6 separate regions of the Mus musculus genome follow, and regions 1, 2, 3, 5 and 6 are each linked to region 4. A link is a contact called in public promoter capture Hi-C data. All regions are on one chromosome and are shown on one strand. The core of a region is the stretch at or near the end of the contact, and the rest is flanking DNA. Distances in the headings are between cores, read along the strand shown. Region 1 holds the start of Cetn3 (centrin 3). Region 2 holds the start of Trip13 (thyroid hormone receptor interactor 13). Region 3 holds the start of Mrpl36 (mitochondrial ribosomal protein L36). Region 4 holds the start of Fam172a (family with sequence similarity 172, member A). Region 5 holds the start of Pdcd6 (programmed cell death 6). Region 6 holds the start of Arrdc3 (arrestin domain containing 3).

The links. Promoter capture Hi-C pulls out the DNA fragments that hold promoters and counts their contacts.
Region 1: a contact with region 4 is called in a promoter capture Hi-C map of pre-B cells, with 4 times the contacts expected there. The contact joins the promoter of Cetn3 here to the promoter of Fam172a in region 4. A contact is called at or near these places in 2 of 39 promoter capture datasets (liver and pre-B cells).
Region 2: a contact with region 4 is called in a promoter capture Hi-C map of pre-B cells, with 4 times the contacts expected there. The contact joins the promoter of Trip13 here to the promoter of Fam172a in region 4. A contact is called at or near these places in 2 of 39 promoter capture datasets (liver and pre-B cells).
Region 3: a contact with region 4 is called in a promoter capture Hi-C map of pre-B cells, with 3 times the contacts expected there. The contact joins the promoter of Mrpl36 here to the promoter of Fam172a in region 4. A contact is called at or near these places in 2 of 39 promoter capture datasets (liver and pre-B cells).
Region 5: a promoter capture Hi-C map of pre-B cells shows a contact between it and region 4, with 3 times the contacts expected there. The contact joins the promoter of Pdcd6 here to the promoter of Fam172a in region 4. A contact is called at or near these places in 2 of 39 promoter capture datasets (the HPC-7 cell line and pre-B cells).
Region 6: a contact with region 4 is called in a promoter capture Hi-C map of pre-B cells, with 9 times the contacts expected there. The contact joins the promoter of Arrdc3 here to the promoter of Fam172a in region 4. A contact is called at or near these places in 3 of 39 promoter capture datasets (cranial neural crest, frontonasal cranial neural crest and pre-B cells) and 1 of 484 Hi-C or Micro-C datasets (pre-B cells).

Annotation. Positions count from the first base shown.
Region 1 is chr13:81,781,755-81,784,591 of GRCm38.p6, reverse strand. It overlaps Cetn3 (centrin 3), which reads right to left and starts at 1,345. Exons shown (of 5, transcript NM_007684.4): 1 at 1,235-1,345. The coding sequence starts at 1,251.
Region 2 is chr13:73,936,484-73,939,183 of GRCm38.p6, reverse strand. Trip13 (thyroid hormone receptor interactor 13) reads left to right here and starts at 1,417. Exons shown (of 13, transcript NM_027182.2): 1 at 1,417-1,694. The coding sequence starts at 1,603. It overlaps Brd9 (bromodomain containing 9), which reads right to left and starts at 1,356. Exons shown (of 16, transcript NM_001378947.1): 1 at 1,239-1,356; 2 at 536-750; 3 at 187-319. The coding sequence starts at 1,290.
Region 3 is chr13:73,329,707-73,332,406 of GRCm38.p6, reverse strand. Mrpl36 (mitochondrial ribosomal protein L36) reads right to left here and starts at 1,398. Exons shown (of 2, transcript NM_053163.1): 1 at 1,316-1,398; 2 at 229-1,047. The coding sequence starts at 1,034. The coding sequence ends at 726.
Region 4 is chr13:77,707,284-77,709,983 of GRCm38.p6, reverse strand. Fam172a (family with sequence similarity 172, member A) reads right to left here and starts at 1,294. Exons shown (of 10, transcript NM_001163419.1): 1 at 1,131-1,294.
Region 5 is chr13:74,315,974-74,318,673 of GRCm38.p6, reverse strand. Pdcd6 (programmed cell death 6) reads left to right here and starts at 1,348. Exons shown (of 6, transcript NM_011051.3): 1 at 1,348-1,567; 2 at 2,283-2,344. The coding sequence starts at 1,467.
Region 6 is chr13:80,882,147-80,884,846 of GRCm38.p6, reverse strand. It overlaps Arrdc3 (arrestin domain containing 3), which reads right to left and starts at 1,425. Exons shown (of 8, transcript NM_001042591.1): 1 at 918-1,425. The coding sequence starts at 1,197.

The DNA of each region.
Region 1 (2,837 bases), core at 96-2,595, 4.1 Mb before region 4:
AAGATTCATTTTCTAAATTTTAACAAAGCAGAGTAGCCTGGCAAATAAAGGAACTGCCCCTAAATCAATGTCCTGTAGTCAAATGTACTTTTATAAGAGAAATCCTAAACAAAGTCAAAAGCACCGAAAACACCATACATATTATTCATGTCATCTACCAAAAATAAAGAACAAAACAATGTCATCTACCAAAAATAAAGAACAAAACAATCAACCAGAATAGACTTGATTTTGGACAGCTTATAAATTCTCACAATTACTACAAAAAAACAACCATAAAACTTAAAAGATTACTTTTGCACTGTAAGCTCAAAATGTTTTTAGATTATACATTTGTAACACTGCTTTGTGGTTTTATTCCACTGATATTAGCCAGGCAAAATATAAAAGGGTCTAAACATTCAAATACTAGACACCAAAAAAAAAAAAAAAAAAAAATCACAGCATCTAATAGTCGTGCTTAAGTCTACGTGATGTTTAAAAGTGTTTTAACTCTCACTTAACATGTAAACGATAGGTTAAACGTCTTAAAACTCTGGAGAAGCTTAAAGAAAAATCTAAAAAGGGCACTTGGATCTGAAAATGTCTGCCTTCAAAAGCTGCCAATGCAAAAAGCGGTCCAAATGTGTAAACGAGGATACAGCACGTGTATCCGCACGTTCTAAAAGATGGAAGCTTTAAACCTCAAACCCTTGAAACTCGGCTAACTAACTGCTCGCGCTATTTACGTCTGGACGCCGTCGGGCTCAGGGACGCCGGCCCAGTGGCCCACGTGACCCCGGCTGCCCCCACTCGCCACACCCCCACGCCAGCTCCCGCCTCCTTCGTCACCCTGCGGAGCCAAAGGGGCGGCGCGGCGCGGCCCGCCCGGGGCACCTTTAACTGTAGATGGGCAAGGTGAGGAGCCAATGAGGGGAGGGATGGACGGAAGTGAAAGGACGGTGTCACGGAAACGAGCTCCACCCGAGACGCCTAGAGCACAGCGTGCCTCGGGGCCCGGGGAGAAAGGCGAGCGCTCCTGCGACTTTCCAGGGGGAATCAGGCAACCAGGGCTGAGTCCCGCAGTCGCGTGAGGGAAACCTCGCGAGACTTCACTCGGGCTGCGGCGGTGCCCGGAGGCGGGAACCGCCGAGGTCTGGTGCTCGGCGCTGGGCACCCGCCCCCGACCCGGTCTCCCGTCCACACCCGCCCTGGCCCTCTGGGGGGACGGAGGCACGGCCTCCTCGTTACCGACCTCAGAGCTAAACTCATTCTCTCTTCCGACAGAGATGTTCCACTCGGGGACTTTACCACGGGAACCGCTCAACAGCCACCAACCTCCACGCCTCGGGGACCACCCACCAGACAAGTTTCTGGGCGCGATTGGCTGAAATTGCCAACAGCCGGCCTATTGGGGCGGAAGCGTCGCTGCTCTTCTTTTTTCATTGGTCAGCATTCATGTCAATCAAGTACACATTTTTTGGCCCTGGTTGTCAGTCTGGCTCCCTGGATTGGCCAGGTTCTTTCCCGACTCCCTTGCGCGCGTATTAGAGTCACCACGCGAGACTCAGGCAGGCAAGGCGAGGCCCCACGCGTGACATGCACGGCGTCGACCGAGGGAAGGGAAAAGGCCAGCCCAAGCAGCCTGCTCAGAACGAGGGAGCAGTTTATTGGGGAACCAGGTCTGCGAAAAGATGTACAATTTTAGGTGGCCGGTGCACCTGAGAAACTTAAATCTAAAGGCGACATTCTTTATTCTTAGTTCAGTGAGGACCAAGCTAAGCGTTCTCCCCCGTACATCTCCCAAGTGATTTTAAGGCAGGCTGGATTATGGATTAGGCTTCTCGTTTTGCTGTTTTGTTAGGTCATTTACAATGAGACTAGCCAAACCACCCTTTTCTTCTGTGCGATTGGAAATGTGTGCTTGCTTCTGCTTCTCATTTTCTAGTGCTATAAAGTGTTTATGTGCGTCTTATCTTCACTGCCCACCAAGCCTCTTAAAGTTTACTTAGATCATCAGACTGCGAGCGAGACTGACTGTCTTCAAGGCCAGGGTTCTGTTTACACGAGTATTTGTACCAAACAAAATATCTGGAACTTAGGTGCTCCATAAATATTTGATGCATAAAATGAGGTATTATTGTGGAAAACTTGGAAACTACTGAGCTAACCTGCAGTGCTTATCGGTATAAATACAATAAACTGGGGCTAGGAATTAGAAACGGCAAATACTGTATGTAAGCTTATATGTGAACGAAGGACGCTGTGTAATTGGCTATGCATGAGTTAAGCTAGAGTGTAGATAGGAATTTGGACAAGTAAAGGATTGGGATAAAGCTAAAAAGTAATAGCTAAATGATAGCACTCCCAAAACCAAAGTAGAAAAATGTTGAAGAACTCAACTGGGCATGGTGCTACACATGTTTAATCCCAGCACCCAAGAGACATGTAAGCAGATCTTTGAATTCTTTACATTGTGAATTGCAGGCCAGCCAGGACTAGTAGTAGACCCTGCCTAAAATATAAAAATTAAGTACTTTTACTAACAAGTTTAAAAGGAAATTAGGCCAAGCAGTGGTGGCTCACGCCTTTAATCTCAGCACTTGGGAGGCAGAGGCAGGTGAATTTCTGAGTTCGAGGCCAGCCTGGTCTACAGAGTGAGTTCCAGGGCAGCCAGGGCTACACAGAGAAACCTTGTCTCGAAAAAACAAACAAACAAACAAAAAAAGGAAATTAGATTACGTCATATGTATACTAAAGAACACTAGTGAAAAAAAAAACTACTAAAATTTTAAGATTGTAAAACCAAGCCTAAGAAGAAAAGTATTAAATAAAGGTGAAAATAAACCATTTACATG
Region 2 (2,700 bases), core at 168-2,667, 3.8 Mb after region 4:
CTAACCAACCAAATAAAAATATAGTAGGTTTTGTAGGACACATATGGTTGGTCTCTGGCATCCATGTGTCTGTTTTACCAGTCTTCAAGAGAATTTACTCATTTTTAGCTTGTGAAATGTCCCCAACAACTAGATAACCACGCTATAGACAAGGTAGGAAACTCATGTTTGGGGACAGGGTCTTGCCTGGCTGTGTTCGGCAGGCTCTCACTGGTCGGTCTGGGGGTGGCTCCACCTCCACCTTCTTTCCAGGGTCGAAAGCATCAGCCTCCCCCTCTGAGTCGCAGTGTTCCTTCTCCCGTTTCCGTTTCTTCTCTTCCTGTAAGTATGGAAGAATAGAGGGCACAGAACAGCCAGAACCCTTTTAGACTGGTAATGCAGGCTCCGCACACGTCTGCGCATTCCCCAGACTGGGAAGAAGAGCCACTCCTGACACCTGACAGGCATCACCTGAAGATGCCCTGGAAGCCCAGAACTGCAGCAACGGTATAGCCAGGCGTGATTAGGGACCCATCTTAGGCCATTGAACCTTTACCTTCCGCTTCCTCCTCTCCTCCTCATCGAGGTGCTTCTCCTTCTCTGACTTTTTCTTCTTCTTTTTCTTCTTTTCTCTGTGTCTCTCCCGTTCGTGGTCTGAGCGATCGTCGTAGTAGCTGGAGTCGTGGCCAGATCCTGAGAGCTCTGTCACTTCACTTCCTCCCACCTTGAGCACCAGCTTCAGAGGCTTCTCCAGTGGCGTGTCTGTATAATCTGCACACAGACCGTACGTAGGTCAAGCTTGCAAAATACTGAGTAGAAATACTGCACCCCTGTGGGTGTGAATCTAGACAGCAAGGAGTTGTCAAAACCACAGACTATGTAATCTCAAACTGACAGATTGGTGTTCAATCCTCTCTTTCAAACCACAAAATCACCACTGAGGATATTCCGAGGGTACAACAACCCGACCTGAGACCCAGGACCCCAATTCCTTCACGGAAGCCCTCTTTTTGCTGCGGGTCTTCCTGGTGTCAGAGAGGAGGTACATAGTGGCTACAGGACCCAAAAAAGAAGCCTATAGCCTCTTCGCAGCAGATTCCCTTTTTCAGCTCTAACCCCGCCCCTCCTACGATTGTCCACTACCTGGCTCTAAGCTCCTCCTTCTCACGGGACCCCGCCCAGCACAGACCACGCCCTTCCCCTGGAACGCCTTCCCCTGCCCGTATCGGCAACCTAGACCCCGCCCGTGGGATCCGCACCTTCGTAGGACGAGCGCCATTCCGCCTTGTGCTTCTTGTGCTTTTTGCCCATGGCTGAGATAGCACGGGATCCGGTGAGAAGCGGCTGCCGGTAGCTCGACCTGCGCCAGTCGGAAGTAGCGCCTTCGCCACCGCCAAGTGCTTCCGGGTCAGGGTGGGGCGGTGCGCAGCGCGCGGCAGATTCGAAGCTCGGTGGGGCGGGGCGGGTTGCAAAGCGCCGAGCGGCTCGGGCGGCGGAAGTGGATTTGGCCGGCCCTTAGCCAAGGTGGATCCTCCTACATCGGAGAAGGCTGTCGCACAGGGCGCAGGGAGGCGACCGCGGCCTCACTCCGGCGGCATTCCCTCGGCTCCCGGCGGCGGCGCCATGGACGAGGCGGTGGGCGACCTGAAGCAAGCGCTTCCCTGTGTTGCCGAATCGCCCGCGGTCCATGTGGAGGTTCTGCAGCGCAGCGGAAGGTGAGCGTATATACGGAGTCCGACCACGCGGGGCGCGACCTGATCCGACCCCACCACGCGTGACTCCGAGTGGCACGACCTTACCCCAACTCTTAGGATTCCACCCCACAGCGTCCCACCCCTCAGTACGGCCCCACTTCGCACGACCTGAACAGCCTGACATGAACCCACCTAGTATGACCCAGCACACCTCCACCCCACTTCAGTTGACCCTAACAGCATGATCCGACTTTGCCCTCCATCCCACCACACATTACTCTTGAGTTTCACCTCTCACATTGCCGCATATCCCATCCAGACCCTACCACCATCCCAGACTATCTGGCAGGACCCCACAGCTCTCAACTGACTGGCCTATGGAGCACAGCCTAACGATGAGCTCCATGTAATAGGACCTGCTAAGCGACAGAAGTGATCTCCAGTCAATTAGGGGTGCAAGGAAGTGCAGTGTCAGTAGAGCAAGTATTTAATTTGCAAAGCCAGAATCCAGTGGCAAATTTCCTGTTACAAAGATTATGTACGTACTCCAGGTTAGACCCTACAGCTATGCATTTTCAGGTTTTCCTTAAAAGGGCTGCTAACATGGATTGAATGCTCATAATGTTTCAGGCTTGTCTCAAACACTGAATTTTTATTAATTTTCATAGTAGTGTGTGAAGAACTAGTGGCACCTCCTTTTTCTAATTAGCCTGAGGGTGGCTGATGGTATGACTGCAGGCCTGGGACCCTACAGTTGATCCTAAGACAGTACACTGCCAAGCCCCATCTTGACTAATGACTTTCTTGTATATGTCTGAGGTCTGAGGGAGGGAAGGTGTGTGTCTGTGTGTGTGTGTGTGTGTGTGTGTGTGTGTGTGTGTGTGTGTCTGAGTGTCTGTGTTTGAAACAAGTTCTTCTGTCTCAGCTTGCATGCTGAAATTACAGCCAGACCTAGCTATACTTTAGTGGGGTTTTTTTTGTTTTTTTGTTTGTTTTTGTCGTTTTTGTTTGTTTGTTTTTTGGTTTT
Region 3 (2,700 bases), core at 149-2,648, 4.4 Mb after region 4:
TCAGGGCCTTTAGAAGAGCAGTCAGTGTGCTCTTAACTGCTAAGCCATCTCTCCAGCCCTCAGGCCCGATTTTTAATAGTGACAACCGCAAGATTTGAAAAATTGCTGGTGTCCTAGCACTCCCTGCAGAAGCCAGCATGCTCTGTTACCTTCTTTGAACTGAAAATGTACTAACCTCCTTCTGAAAGCATTAGTTTGGTGGTAATAAAGAACACTACTACTCCAGAGTGTAAGAACAGTCATGACAAATATTTTTAATTGGTATCCAAAAGACATTTCTATGTAAACAAGGTTTTCCTTGAGTAAAGACTGGGATAGTTGCTACACAAGAACATCGTTTGTTCTTAAATTGGGATTGTTGCACACCCCACAAGAGCTTTTTGGCTCAGGCAGCCTCTTAAAGCACTTACAATCTGCTGCATATGGTAACAAATGGCAGAGGCAGGAGTTTCTCTCCAAGTTTCAGGTCAACCAGGGTTACCGAGCCAGACTTTGTCTCAAGAGATAAAGCTGGCTCTGTATTCCTGCTTCATACACAGCTACTGTAACAATCCTTCTCCATCGGCAGCTCTGGTCTGATTAGATGTGAAGGAATTGGGCTATGATGTGGGGAAAGGGGGGTTCAACAAAGCCCTAAGGCCCATGGATCTTACAGAATGCTTAATGTTTATTTTTCTCTGATAAGGTGAAATGAATTTTCCATGGACACTGCTTGAAGACAAGGGCTACATTTGTCGCTGTTTATGCTTGGGGTTGGTCTTACAGAGGATAAACCAGCGCCCACGCCTCTTCACCTTGTAGCAGTCTTTACAGCGCTTCTTGATGACACCTTTGGTTTTGAAGCCCAGCGAGGGCAGCAGGGTCGGCAAGGGACGGCCACAGAGAACTGAGCGCACCTCTGCGCAGGGTTTGGCGCGTGGCAATGTCCCCAGCAGGAACGAGGAGAAGACTCGGGGCTTCACCGCGAGGCGACTCAGGTGCAGGAACGGGTCCACCACCGAAGCCACCACGCTCCGTACAAGCAGTGCGGCCATGCCGAGCCCAGACCTGGGGGAAGAGAAGCGTGGTCATCCTGTGCTGCACGTCTGCCAGTCCCTAGGCCCTCCCCTATCAAGGTTACTTGGCATCAGAGGTCAGAGCACACATGCCAGGGTTGCACTCTGGGCTCCGCGTCTCCATGTGCCCAGGCCTGCGCACTCCGGAGAAGCCGCAGATTCCGGAGGCTCACTCACGCCGGCCAGGGACCCCGCCCGCACTCCCGGCCAGCAGCTCTGGCACCACCTCTGCCTGCCCCCATGAAACCTGGGACCCACACCTGGGAAGGGGTGCCACCGGCGGAGAAGTCCTTAATCAACTTCGGGCGCCGGTTAGCGAAGCTTCCGCGTCTGCGCAGTGGAGTGGGACGCCACCGCCAGGAAGAAAGATGGCGTAAGGTCACGTGGGATGACGTGTGCTGTGCAGAGGACGACTAAGGAGCAGATAAAGCCTTCCTTGTCTCAGTATTCTTTATCCAGAATCCTGCACTCTAAGCTCTGCCTCTGCAGATGCTGGGACCAAGACCGGTGCCCATGGGAGAAGAAAAAAAAAAAAGACAGAAAAAGCAGGCTTTGACTGTAAAAGAAACTGCAAACAGTGAATATATTGGAAACAAAACAAAACCCAACATTCAGACAAAATGTACAGGTCATATGTTTACATTAAGAGACGTTCTGGCAGACATGGGAAAGGCCAGAGGAGCAAGTGCAGACACTGCTCTAGTTAAGTCCCTACCCGCGAACTAGGAAAAGCAACAAGGAACGTGGAAAGACCAACATACACCATTACTGATTTCTACAGTTAATTTCCATATATATACATGTATATATGTATATATGTGTGCGTACAGGTAATTCCTATATATAGGGCTTCTACAGTTAATTCATATACATTGGATTTCAGGTGGTTCGTAAATCTACCCATCTTATTTTTATGTATAGCAAAGTAGGTTGTCATTAAGGCTAATGTAGTTCTCTCTAACTCCCAGTCTCACCCTTCACACTAAGCACCCATAGGAATACCTTGAGTTCCAGCCAATAGATGACTGTGAGCATTCACTTCTGTATTTGCCAGAACACAGGGCCCCTAATGAAGGAGCTAGAGAAAGTACCCAAGGAGCTAAAGGGGTTGACAACCCTATAGGAGGAACAACAATATGAACTAACCAGTAAACACCGCCCCCCCCCCCCAGCTGTGTCTCTGGTTGCATATGTAGCAGAGGATGACCTAGTCGGCCATCAATGGGAGGAGAGGCCCTTGGTCTTTCTTTGGGGATTATATGCCCTAGTTCAGGGCAATGCCAGGGCCAGGAAGTGGGAGTGGGTGGGTTGGGGAGGGGGGAGGGAGGAGGGTATAGGGGACTTTGGGGGATAGCATTTGAAATGTAAATGAAGAAAATATCTAATAAAAATGCCTAAAAAAAAAAAAAAAAAAGAAAGAAAGAAAGAAAAGGAAAAAAGGACTCCAGAGTTCTAGCAATTAAAAAAAATAATGTGGGTCAGAGAGATGGCCTGGGAGTCACAAGTGCTTTCCATGCAAGTCTGTAGACCTCAGTTCAGTCCCCAGAACTCACATGGAAAAAGAGACTGGCTTCCTCCAACTTCCACATGTGCTCTGTGGCACCTGTGTATGAACTCACATGTGTGTGAACTCATACACAGACAG
Region 4 (2,700 bases), core at 45-2,544:
TCTGTATTGTTCACTACTATCTTCGCCGAACACAGCACATTATCAGACATACTGTTAGCGGCTAGTCAATACAAATAGATGAATGACTAGATCAATGCTCGAAGCTTTATAAATTCTATTTCCCTCCTGGCCTGGATTCTGTTCTCTATGTACAAGTGCAGCTGTAGTCTCGGCCAAAAAGCCATTCCAGGCAGCCCTTCGGTTCTCATCTCTTTGACAGGTTAAGGGACCAGACTCCGAGTTTAAAAGTAGGAAAGCTTACAAAATGCACCATACCAGTGCATACCAGTGCAATGACATTGAAACCCGAATTTAGCCTGCTCTGACTTAGTCTGAGAATGAAAAGGGGTATCTGTCCCTCACAAGAAAGGAAAAAGAATAAGGAGAAACAGAATACTTTGACAGTGCTTTAAGACAAGACCAACCATGAGCTTTAAGAGCACCACCACAATGGAGCTATTTCAAAACAAGGCAGTAACTGGTCCAGGCCACAGAACTTTTTCAATGCAGCTTTTTTGAGAATTTGGGGAGAATGGACAGTACGAATTGTCTCTTAAATATAGCCCAAACACTCTTAGGCAGAAGTTACTTGACTCCAAAGACAGACACTTTGGGAAAATGAGAAGCACGTGATGTGGTCTACTTCAGAAATAAGAAACTTACAGACAAATGTACACATCCTACTAACTACACATGATACAAGTTTTTGAGGGCATTTTATAAGCACACTTCAATGTTTGCTATTAATGCATGCCACAGCTTTGGTGGTTGACAATCTTTGCATGAAAACAAACAACTAAAAACAACTTCAACCAGACAACTGCAATACTGTAAGTGGAGGGTCTCTTCCTCTATCTAAGGTATCTGGTGAAAACCAGAGCTTCAGGGACTCAGACTCAGGCTAGCCACCCCAGGTCACACGTGTTCCTCCTGCCTGGAGAGTGGACAAGGCAGGTGAGGCAGCCCTTTTGCAAGATCTTGCACATAGGTAAGAGAAGTGACCCAGAGAGGACGCGTGGCTTCTGACAGTCAGGATCCCGGCGCCAGCATCCCGCCCGAGTCCCATCCAGGCCAGCCCCTCGGGGTCTCGCCCCTGCGGCGGCTGGCAGAGGTGGCCAGCGCAGTCCTACCTGAGCTCTGTCCCCAGCTGCAATGCTGAGAGGGTAGGTGCGAGGAGGCGTGGCCTTCCAGATCTCTGGGCGAACTCCCTTGCGCCCTGGCTCGGACTTTCTCTCTCAAGATCCGCGCCCCGACCAAGTTCGATTGCACTTCCGGGTCTGCAGGGAATTTAAACGTCATTACGCATGCGACGGCCGCGGCGCCAAGAACCCGGAAATGGGCGGAGCGAACCTCTACATCTGTTCCTGAGGCTCAGAGGGCAGTGTGTGTGTGGTGTGCGTTGTTGTGGCATGTCCCTGTCGTACGCTGCTATTCTAAACTATCCTAAAGCCTCGTTCTGAAAGAGGAATTTCAATATTCTCTGTGATGCTGGCCTTAAGCGAATTCCCCATGTCCGTCCATGGTTCATGTAAATTCACCCCACCCTTGATATTCAAGTTGAGACCTATGTTTGAAAAATTGTATTTATCACAAAATTAAGACAGGAAGTTAACCCTAATATCCTATTGAGAGCTAACTCAAATGAGAAGTATGTTGGTGTTCTGTTTATCCAAAAAAGGTCTAAAAATCCTTCTCTTTAGGGTAGAATAGTGGTGAGCAATAGACACAAATGATTTTAATATTTTATATGGTATTCTGATGTTTTCTCTGTTTTTTAATCCCAAAACCATTATTTTGCCAATTAAGGTCAAAGCATTTACTAAAGACACGAAGCTATGACTGACACCTCGGTAACTGTGAGGAAAGGCTGGTAGCTAGCAAACCTATATTTGTTATATTACCAGACAGGGAGTTCCAGAATTCTTGAAAGTATATTGTACCTCACTCCCATAATTTGTATCTCTTAAACTCAACTCCTGCTTCCTTCAGAACAAAGAGTGATGCAATTTATTGGCAGTGTGCTCTTACCCACTAAAATGTCAACTGGATGAAAACAGTGATTTTATCTTGCCTTTTAAGTATCCTCAACCAGGACAAGATGCCTGTCACAAAATATACAATAAACATCATTTGAATAAATTAATATCTATTCATTGCACTATTTGGAGAAACTTAATGGGAAGTCATGAGGGCAGTAAGGACATGTATGGATGGAGAAAAATGTAACAGGGTGTTCCTGAGGAAAAACATAACTTACTGAAATAAGCCAAGAATGCCTGGGTGGAGCCCATAACATTACAAAGTTTAGGGTTTCATTTCAGGCTGCAGCTCAAGTGGCTTGTAGGGTAGAACTTACAACTGAAGAAAAGCTTTGATTACAGTAAGCAACTTGAATTTTGTGTTTCAAACAGGGTTTTTTAAATCATGAAAAGCAACATAACATTTTCATTTTGATAGAATGACCAAAATAAACAAGCTCATTAAAAATAAACCTGAGGGGGCTCAAGGGAGAGTTCACATGTTAAGAGCACTTACTGTTCTTCCAGAGAACCTGGGCTGGGCTCAACAAATGCCTACAACTTCAGTTCCAGAGAATCCAATGCCCTCTGGCCTTTGGTGAGTTATATACACAAGTGGCTAACATAAGCTCACACAGGCACACACAAATACATACAAAAATCAAACCTCCTATAAATGGAT
Region 5 (2,700 bases), core at 99-2,598, 3.4 Mb after region 4:
GTCAGCAAACAGCTGGTAGAGTCCCGGATTCAGCAGCCTCGGGTCTGCTGAAGTTTCTCTGTACTGGAAAACTTCCAGTTCAAGTAGGAAAATTATGATTAATATTTTTGTATTTCTGGTAAAGAGAAAAGGAGCCAGAGAGAGGACAGAATAAAAATAGATCTCAGATTCTAAATAAAAGAACCAGAAAAGTCTAAAAGATTATTCAAAAGTGAGATGAACAGTTTATGAGAAATTATAAAAAATGAATTCGCCAAATCCTGGAAAAAAAATCTACCTTTCTTAAAGAATTTTGTAGATTTTGAGGTAAATGTCAAAGCTATAAGATGTTTCTTTGAGCAATTTGAAAGTCTCTTAAGATGTCCTAAGAACAAGAGAAATGGAGCAGAAAACGATACAGTTGGGACTTGATCAGATCTATAGCTGTGCTAAATAATGGATGATTATCCACATGGAAGTTTCAGATGTACAAGGCCATACTCTTGGCCCTTGGTCTCTTCACCCTCTTCTTTAGTTATGGGGTAAACAAACCCCCCATAAAGACAGCATAGCAGTTCTTATTATAAGTCTGTCCCTGGATGAGGACTACAGGAAGGCTGGAATAATCCTATGGCAGAACGGAGTAATCTGTATCTTGAGCTATTCACAGTATTCAGATTTAGGTGGAAGGATGGCCTGACAGCCCGTGAATGTGACCGGTTGGTAGTTGCCCCAATGCTATGCATTTTCCCATTTAGGGACATTCCAAACTATAAAAGCACCATAGAATTAGTATCTAGAACGAAAGAAGGAATACTTATAATTAAAAGGAGTAACCACCAAAAGTACAGAAGTCCAAGTAAGGGGTGGAGAAAACACAGCTCTCACCTCAGGACCAAACCTCACTCGGGCCATTTACAAATGAAGTCACTGCAAACCTAGGGAGGCTGGGCATAAACCGATATAAGCAAGTGGGAAGGCAAGAAGGTGTAGTATGGACAGACGGACAAACTCCAGAGTGCACAAAATGCACTTTGCGTTTCCGCCGAGGACTTCATGCGGTTGGTGCACATCACATTCGCACTAAATACTAATGCAGACGTAAAGGGAAGCCGTCGGTCCAAGTGAAAGCTTTCACCACTTTCCGTTACAGGTCGAGGCGTTTTGTAAGCTTGGGTCGGCCCCTCATGGCGTGGTCTCTTCTGAGCTCACCCGCCGCAGCTTCGGGCTGAGACACACAGGAGGGCGGAGCGGGGTGGGGCTGAAAAGGAAAGGGACACCCAAGGCCGGGCAAGAGTAGGAGGCGGAGCTCAGACTAACCCCAAGGCCCTCCAGACGTTGCGTGGCAACGGACCACGCCTGCCAAGTGACTCAAAGGTGCGCGCTTCCGTTGTTCCCAGGAAGTTGTGGGCTCCTGGTCCTGCCCCATAACTGAGGCGGAAGCATAGCTTGTGGAGCTGGGCCGCGTTGCCGCTGTGCATCAGCCCATGGCTGCCTACTCCTACCGCCCAGGCCCGGGTGGTGGCCCCGGCCCTGCTGCTGGAGCTGCACTGCCAGACCAGAGCTTCCTGTGGAACGTCTTCCAGCGGTAAGGCCAGCGCCGCTCAGCTCCTTCGGCCCTTGGGTCGGTCCTCAGTTTTCAGGGCCTATTCTCCAGTCCTCCCTCTCCCCAGCCCTTCATCCCCCGACCTCCTTCCCAGTCCTTCCTACTCCCCTCCATCCCCGACTTTCTCTCTTCTACAATAGCACAGGGTTCAGGGTCATGTTGGCAGTGACTTTGCCCAGGGCCGAAGGGCGCGGAACAGTCGCCCTACAGGGTCAGGTGCTTGCGTTAGAAACAGGACAAATCTTGAATCAGGAAAACGGCATCAGTGAAAAGAGCTGGCTGCTATTGCATGTCTTCTGTCCCTGGCCGTCCTTCTGAATGACTGATTGTCTTTCCACTGACTCGTGCCAAAGAATGACTTATTCGTCCTAGAGAATCTTTCTTTACCTATTATGATGAACTGGTGCAGGTATAAATTAAGCAGACTTGAAGAGCTAACAGAAAGCTTGAAAGGAATAGAGAAAAGATGACTCAACCCCTCCTACTGCTTCTGGTTGTTCATTAGTCTCTGGCACACCTGGGGGCGTGTGACATTCCAGCTGAGCAAAGAGGAAGGTCTGGCCAGAGTAACATTCCAGACCTAGTGTAGATTGATGAAAATGATGTCTTGGCTATGTTTTATTTTTAATACTTCCTTTACATTTAATCACCAGCTTACCTGTTTTCTGTTTGTTTGTTTGTTTGTTTGTTTTTGTAGGGTTGATAAAGACAGGAGTGGAGTGATTTCAGACAATGAGCTTCAGCAAGCATTATCCAATGGTGAGTTGAAGCCTGATTCATTCACAGTAAGCAGTTTCCTTCCTGGAATTATTTCCAAAGAAGTCCTTAAGACTAAATTGCCATTACCGGTATAAGGTAAAGGTGTTTGCTAAGCTTCTGTGTTTGTATTTTCTTAATTATCATTGCTGCCTTACCGAGCTCCAGAACAAATGTATGTGAGCCTCTGAAATGGGAGCTATAGTGTAGACCTTGCCCAAGAGTGAAAAAGGTTAGCTCTGTGCAACAGAGGTCCCTCACTTATCTAGAAGGCCTTTGACCTGCTATCAGTCTTAGCAACTGTTCTGAAGAGGATCATCGGGGACACTGACAAATTGTCAGGTGACATTTAGAAGTAA
Region 6 (2,700 bases), core at 176-2,675, 3.2 Mb before region 4:
GGAGAACAAGCGCCCCTCCTCACCATCCCCCAGAACTGGTCCGAAACAGGATTGAACCGCTTCTAACAAAGGGTGGAAACTTAGAAAAACAAGCTTGGAGTCGCCTGTATTTCCACAATGTAGGCACTTAAACAACAGATTGCAAATCTCAGGACCCCTTCTCCCTTTGACAATGCTTCAATCTTCGTCTTATACCCCAAACCCAAATCCGATGTGTCATATACTTTTCAATTCCATCTGTCTGCCATGGGTTTCATTGAATCCACGTTCCAAAGTTAGACATGATGCTCCGAGAAGAAAATCACTGACCCCGAATGGCTTCTAAAACTGACTTAATAGTTTGCATAATGATAGACATTATTCTTTGAAATAAACGATGCTTGATGTACATTTTAAAGGGAATTGGGAAAAATAGGGGGAAAACACGTGGGGGTGTTGGTGCCATATGTCAAAATAAGGGATGGAAGCCCTTTATCAAAGAACAATAATCAAGTCCTCAAAGTCGTTTGCACGTTAATATCAAAATCAGATACATCTAGCAACCTTCTTAAATGTCACTACAGTTCTTTATTGGAGCTCATTTCTGTATCTAAGATTGTAAAATAAAGGAAATCCAATATCGGACTGCAGCTTTTGCAAATGAATTTGAAAATATTAGTAAAACGACGGAGTCACATTTAAACACGTTGTAAGGTGCGTATGGCAGATATGAAGCCGGTTACAGATGTAGTTAAGTGCAGTTTGCACTCACTTTGCAGACGCCTGCATGGATTAAGGCTTAACACGCTTGAACGTCAAGGAGAAACTACAGCTTCTAAGTTTGCTAACCTTTAACAAACTGCCGATTAGAACTGCACTAAATGAGATTAAAGTTCTCATGCAAAGAAGTCGAATGTAGTGACTAATTAAAAACTTACCTCTTTCGTGCCCAATTAAGATGTCTTTATGGTTGAAATATTCTACTTCTTCAGTGTAATTCTGTGTATAGGCAGTATTGGAGCCGGCGTTTCTTGATTCCGTCCACCGTACTTTCGCATGTCCTCTTGCGTGAATTTTAAGAGATTTTACTCTGATCTCCCCGGTAACTTCTAAATTTACCCTTCCTGAGACAGTGTCCCCGCTAGAATACACGGGGACATTACTGTCATTAAGACAGTCAAAGCTTATTGTCAAACTCTTTACCTTTCCCAGCACCATGATTATAACAAAATCTATAAAAATATAATGTAAGACCAAAAAAAAAGTCAAGATCGCATATAAGATGTGATCTTCACTTAACACTGATGGGTGTCTTTGCCGTGCAAGAAAAAAAAATCATGCAGGCAGGATCAGTGATTGTCTACAAATAGTTCATTGAGATTTCTTAAAAAGTCAGGGCAGCAGAGAAGCCGCTGCTCCACGCTCCTGCTCGTCTCAGTGGTCTCCTTACAAAGACGGGCGGCTGGAGGCTGCCAGCTCACTTTAAGAGCAGCTTTGTGAAAAACAACCCTAGTGCGCAGGCGCAGGCTGCGACTGCGGCCAGCCTTCCAGCGCGCTCCCTCCCGCGCGGCGCGCGCCCGGCTCTTGCCGCACGCTCCCGGTACAGTAGGTGTGGAGCGGGCGCCGCCGACTTCGGTGCATGGGCCGCTGCGATTGGCAGGCGGGCACCCCGCCACCCCCGCCACCCCCGCCACCCCCGCCACCCCCGCCACCCCCGCCACCCCCGCCGCGGCCGCAGCGCCGGCCCCGCACGCGCTCCCGGAGCTGAGCAGAGGGACCCGGCGGCGCCAGGCCAGGAGTGTGCGCCTGGGCCGCGGACCCGGAGGACGTGCGAGCCGTGGGGGAAGGGGAGAAACCAGTTGGGCAAGCGGTTGGTGGCCCGAGTCTGAGCTAATGAATTTCAAAAGAAACGTAATAAAAAGCAGACAAATATTGTTCATAGAAGAAAGCGTTGTTGACTTGGATAGAAATAACAAAAGCAAGCAGGACTTTGTAGGCTGGGTGGCAATGGACTAAGCCAAGGCCTGAGGAGCCAAAGAACAATGCTCCAGGCAGCTCCCGTCTTCAGCTCCTACAGCATCAAACCCAATCAAGTTGTCTGTGTAGTGTGTAGGCCTGACCACTTCCTCGAAGGGAGAAAAAGTCCTTTTTCAAGACATCACCTTTTGCTCCTTTTGCAGGGAATGACTCGATTACAACTCCTGTATCAGGAATAAGAATAGAGCTCACACCCCTAATTACCACCTCATAAGAGGCGGTTTGAACATAGTCATTTAGCTGACATTGTTTACAACAGACTGAAAAGCCTTAGGAAAGCATATAAGGTGGTTTTTGGTTTTTAAGTATGATTTGTTATATAAGTGAGGCTTAATTTTGTTAAGCCTTACTTTTAATTCAACATGCTAATTGCCGTGCTGCATCTTTAAATACAGGCACATTTCTCCTTTTTTAATGCCTTGAGTAAAATACTCAGTCATAAACATCACCAGGATTTAGGGGGTAATAGATCATTAACAATCAACATAACCTCATAACAGGGCTATGTTATAAAATCCTGTATTATGCCTAACCAAAAAATGTGGGGGGTTGGTTGTCCATAGTTAAACATTAGATTTTTTTTTTGAATGATAAATCTGGATAGGTCGAATCACAACAAACTAAACACATTCATCTTGCTGTTTTCTTTATTTAAAAAAGAAAAAAAATCTACATGTTTAGTTA